Linked DNA regions of Gossypium hirsutum: region 2 is linked to region 1. Evidence: chromatin contacts called from public Hi-C data. All regions are on one chromosome and are shown on one strand. Each heading gives the region's core, a stretch centred on a gene start, on an enhancer-like site or on the middle of the called end of the contact. The rest is flanking DNA. Distances are from core to core; before and after follow the strand shown. Region 1 holds the start of LOC107950788 (bidirectional sugar transporter SWEET1). Region 2 holds the start of LOC107950095 (ATP-dependent Clp protease proteolytic subunit-related protein 4, chloroplastic).

Region 1 (2,700 bases), core at 49-2,548:
GGATCAAAGAAATATATAAAAAGGGAAAGCCCAAAGGTTAATATCCGATAAATTCTTGAAAAGTTAAACATTTGATAAAATCAGGGCAGAGTATAATATGAATAAGCTAAAGAAATTTTGGACCATTATGTCTGGAACCGGACCATCCCATTGAGCTCATGTCAAGCCACGAAAAATAAAGACAAACTATTTTACAAGAGATTGAATGGATTTTAAAAACAAACATTTTAATTTGTGCCAACATAAATTTTTTTATATAATTGAACTTAAAATCAGTGTATATCTTGAACAGTTTATTAAAAGGGTAAAACGGTAATTAGGGTAGTTGAAACTTGAAAATGAAAGAGAAAGGCTCACCAAGCAGAGAGGAGACAGTTGAGCAAGGTCATGACATAGGGTATTCCCGAGAATTGCTCTGTAGACTTACTCCTAATGATCCTCGTAAATGTTATCCTTCAAAATGTTAAAACATAACACAAATTTTCATAATTAATCTTTGAATGGTAGCTCACAATCTTTTTTTTTTCTTTCATAGTTGTTCCTAATTACCGTTTTTGGACAAAAATATTAATAAAGAGGTGAAACCAATACATCATTCCCAAAATGTATAGAGAAGGAAAAAAATTGTAGCCATTTTTGCTGAAAAGGAAAAGAGAAGAAATTTAAGAAAATTACATTAAGAAAAGCCAAAGCTTTCTTCTTTCTTTGGGAAAGAAACAAGAAGATTTTTTCTGTTTCCACCGTATTTATGAAAACCAAAAACTGGGAAATTTTTGTCTTTGTTTATTACATAAGATACAGAGAGAGAAAAAAGAAAGGAAAACTTGTTCTTCCATTGATGAAGAAGAGCCTGTTTGAATGGAGTTTTTATATTTAAAGTTGCAAGAATAAAAAACACAGAAAAGATTAATCTTTTTCCTTATGCTTTGTTCTTTTTCGTTTTCAGAGAAGGTGAGAGCAGTGGCTTTATTTTACATACGTTGGAGCCAAGAAGAGGAACAAAGCAGTGGCATTCCCTATAATAAAAAAAAAACATTAACATAAACCAGAGAATACGGTTTCATAAGAAAGTTTGATGGAAGGCAGTTTTTTAAAAAGAAAAAAGAAAGATAACCCACCAAAGACACCAAAAATGAAATGCAAAACTTCCATTGTGTTATCAAACTTGATCCTAATCCAAATGAAGTCTGGGGTGGGTTGGGGGGTCGGGGGAACAAATGAAGTAGTAGAGGTGTATTTTACAAATGACAAGGAGAAGAGCGGAGCAAACAAGAAGCAAGGGTGTTTATATAGAAAAAGAAAATAATAGGAAGGGATTAAAAAGAAATGTGTTGAAAAATGAGTGCAAAACAGTGAAATATGTGTTTTGTTCTTATCCACTGGATCTTGAGTGGGGTTGTTTTGAAAGTACTATTGGACGGATTATCTCAAGGCGTAAAACGTTAAATATTTAATCCCCCCATCCCATTCCCCTAAATATTGGGATTGCTTTATTTTTTAACCAACATTTCTTCATTTTCTTCTTAGGGTTGGTTAAATTGTTTTTTTCCAAAATAAATCACGCATTTCAAACATTTTCTTTGCAAGTAAGAGTAAGCTCAAGTGCTCAATTTATGTGTAACCAGAGGGAAATCATCTCACGAGGATCGGTATAAATTTTATGAAGAAAATGAAATGGTATTTGGAGGTGGTATTTAATAGGCTTCCGCAGTAAAATTCAGGATCCACATTTTATTTTTTTCATCAACTCCAATTATATAAAAATATCTTAATTCAATTTTATAAATTCAACTTCACGTTAACAGATGCTTGTTAGTTGTCATAAATAATTCGATATATTTTAAATCAAGTTTTATAGATAGAGAAAATAATACTATTCAATCTAGTTCAATTCTAGATTTAGTTGGATGTCTAACTAGTAAATTTGAAAATGCCTAAAAAATTTTAGTTTCACAAAAAAGAAAGAAATTTATTATGCAAGAGAATCATAAGTTCAGTACTAATCGTAAAATTGAAATTTAGTTATTATATTTTTATTTTTATGAATTTAGTTTTTTATCTTTCAAATTTTAAAATTTAGGTCTTAATTGTTAATATTATTAAAATTATTTCGTTATCTTTAAGTTCATTACAACATATATATTTATTACATGACTATTGTGTGAGTAATTTTTTTATTTTAAAATGCCACACAAACATATTTTAATATATTTAACTTAATAATATTAAGCGATTAGATTTAAATTTTAAAATATTAAAATAAAGAATTAAATTTTTGAAAATAAAAAAAATAGAAATTAAATTTCAAAACTATAAAAAAAACACAAAAATCTATGACAAAATTTAATTAAAAAGACGAGACAGAAGTTGCGTGAAAACAACCATAGCTGAAAGCAAGACAGGGGATTAATTAGTGGCGTTAATAAATTAAGTAATCTCCTTAGCATCAAATGCAACAGTGAGTCATTAGTGGATCGGGTGCAAGCAACAGTCAGTCATGACATCTATGTAGGAGTTAAGGACCCACCTTTGCATGCATCATGAATGTTAGATCAAATGGATAACAATATTTTCATCACATCCAATCTAAATTTGGAGCTACATGCATTTCAGCCATCAGCCTTTCTCTCTATAGTAAGGAAGAAGCTCTTAGGGTTTGCTTCTAAGAGTTGAAAGAAAATTAAAAAGATTTTATTGCTA
Region 2 (2,700 bases), core at 7-2,506, 280 kb after region 1:
TTGTACAATACCTGCAAATTATAAAAATTAGAAAAAAGAATATAGCATAGAAATGCAAGAAAATTAGTACAGAACAAATAACCACTTCGAGTATGAGAACCTTATCTATGATGCCATATTCAACTGCTTCACTGGGGCTAAAATATTTTGGGCGCCTTATATCTTCTTCAATCTGCTCAGTTGATTTTCCCATATGTTTGGCATAGAGTTTAACCTTTGAGTGTAATACGTACAAGAAACAAGCAGTTGTGTTTAGCCCAAATTTGGAAGCAAATCCAACAGCAAAATTTGTAAAGTCAGCTTTAATGAGTAAATTTATGGTCAATCTATGCAGCCTATAGTTTAGTCATAACCCAACTTCTCGCCACCTTGAAAAATGTGAAAACAAAATTTAATAATGTTAGAAAAAGGGAGCAAACAAACGCAACATTTTAGTATCTTAATAATGCCAGAAAAAAAAAAGAAATATTTTTTTTACTTACGAAGCTCACATAAAATACATTTTAATAGAAGACAGATTCAGAACGCATTCTAAACATAAGCTTGCATTCCTTGGCATTCATTTAGCATTCAATGCCAACAAGGCAATAGCAACAGAAACTACTGCAGTCTCTAGAACAGGGTCAACTTCCAATAAGAAAATCATACCTTGGTTGTTCCAGTGGAGTTTATGTACAAGTAAATAGGCTTCTGCTCATATTCATATTGAAGGTAAAGAAATTCAGCCAGTATCAACTCTGTAACAGAAGGAACAAGCGACATTCCCAAGTAAACTATCTGATTCTTGTACAAAAACGATGATAAGTCTGGTGGAGGTTGCTCCCATACACTTCCCCTCGAAAACGGAATAACCTATCACAAAATTCCGGGGAAACACAACACGAATGAATTTATTCAATTGCATCCTATTTACTACATGGGTTTATTGCTTCTATAAACTCAAATTAGAAATTGTTGAGGAAATATAAAAGTGCAAACAGTAATAAAAAGAATCATATTTTGTATTAGGTGATTTTGAATTTAGAAGTAGAAAAGAATATAAAAACAATAATAGAGACTAACCTCAATCGCCAACACTCTAGCTTTTCAATTCCACGTCTCTCCTTGAAGAAAACCCAAACTTTACACTAAAATACTTGAATAATTTTTCAATGTCATCAAGCTTTGAAGCTAACCCGCAAAACTAAAGCAAACCTAAATTAAATCTGACCCCCAAAAAATGAAAAACTTACCATAACAAAAAATGCCAAACTTCATAATTCACTAATATGTATACATATAAGCAATTAAAATTCTGTTTAACTGATTAAAAAACAAACATATTATGCTTTAGAAAAGCAAAATAAGTTTATTAATAAAGCAGTGTTGTCAAAACAAAACTACTGAAATTCAATTACAACAAGCACCCTTACAAATCCAAAATTCAGATAAAATTTCAGCATCAAATTCATCTCAGTACACCAACAGACAACATAACAAGACAACTAAATTGCTAAATTAGAACAGCAATTCCTAAGAAGCCCACGTAACAAGCCATTTTTTATGCAGATAACTCTACTTGATGGAGATAGGAATCAAGTTCAAGAAGTTGAAGTCATCTAAGAAGATGCGCATGATTAAAAAAATAAAGCAATTTTTTTCTTACAAAGATTGACAACTCTACTTCCGACTTCGCCAATGCTAAATTTACAACTATAACATTGTGACTATATTTGTTGCCTTGCCAGTTGCCACCCAAAACAGTCAATTATTTTGCAAAAATGTATCAAACAAACTCAAGCCAAAAGACAACATTTCCATCAAAAAAGAAGAAAAAAGAAGAAAAAAGGAATAAGTCATAAGACAGTAAATTTTAATACTCGAAGACGAGAAAAAGGCAAAAATCGAAAACAGCCTATTTAGAAATCAAATGTTTTCCCTTCTCTTTATCTCTTAATTACTTTGTTGTTGTTGTTGTTGTTGTGTGTGTGTGTGTTTTTTTTTTTGGCAATGGTCGGTGTATACAATAGAGGAAATTGAAGAGCGCCGACTGAAATCACACATCAAAATTTTAACTCATTCAGATTCGATTAATTAGAATGTTACAAAAGGACTAAATACTTCACCTTCGTCAATCCCGCGTATGAAGTACTCCACGACAAGAGAGAAGAAATTGAAGTTCAACCAGCAGAGAAAAACCATACAAGGGCGGCACCAACGAGCAGGCACACCGACGAGGACGAAACTGAAGCACCAACAGCGAAGAAGAGACAGCGGGCTGTGATTTGGGGTCTTACTTTTAGACGGATTTTTGTTATTATTATTATTATCAAGTTTTTTTTTCAGAGAACAGAATGAGATGTAAAATGTTAGCAAATAAAAAACCTTTCTTGTATAAGGATGTCAGGCAATGGAGAAGCATCGACACGGATCTTCCCCTCTCGTACTGGTGTCCTACGGAATACGAACTGTCAAAACACTGTTGTCCAAAAATGAACACAGATGATTGGCAGCCGGCGAGCGGATGAAGAAGAAGAAGCAGTCCGTTGATGAGTGATGAAGAAGAAGCAGTTGTGGCGGCTGAAAGGAAGGAAAAAGTTATGGAATCAGAAGAAATCAAAAGGAGCAGTTGGGAGGGTAAAACAGGGCAGAAGAAATTGGGAGAAGCTAAAACGCATGAAAATTGAGCTTTCCTTCTGGAATAGAAAGCAGCAGATATGA

What was found. A called contact is a pair of places that touch in the nucleus more often than the background predicts.
Region 2: a Hi-C map of leaf shows a contact between it and region 1, with 2.2 times the contacts expected there. The contact joins the promoter of LOC107950095 here to the promoter of LOC107950788 in region 1. A contact is called at or near these places in 2 of 34 Hi-C or Micro-C datasets (both in leaf).

Annotation. Positions count from the first base shown.
Region 1 is chrD03:19,131,530-19,134,229 of Gossypium_hirsutum_v2.1, forward strand. LOC107950788 (bidirectional sugar transporter SWEET1) reads right to left here and starts at 1,299. Exons shown (of 6, transcript XM_016885744.2): 1 at 1,119-1,299; 2 at 980-1,016; 3 at 358-453. The coding sequence starts at 1,152.
Region 2 is chrD03:19,413,689-19,416,388 of Gossypium_hirsutum_v2.1, forward strand. It overlaps LOC107950095 (ATP-dependent Clp protease proteolytic subunit-related protein 4, chloroplastic), which reads right to left and starts at 1,257. Exons shown (of 5, transcript XM_016884839.2): 1 at 1,233-1,257; 2 at 1,063-1,082; 3 at 649-852; 4 at 101-214; 5 at 1-11. The coding sequence starts at 1,257. It overlaps LOC107950789, which reads right to left. Exons shown (of 2, transcript XM_016885747.2): 1 at 2,365-2,700; 2 at 1,153-2,224. The coding sequence ends at 2,160.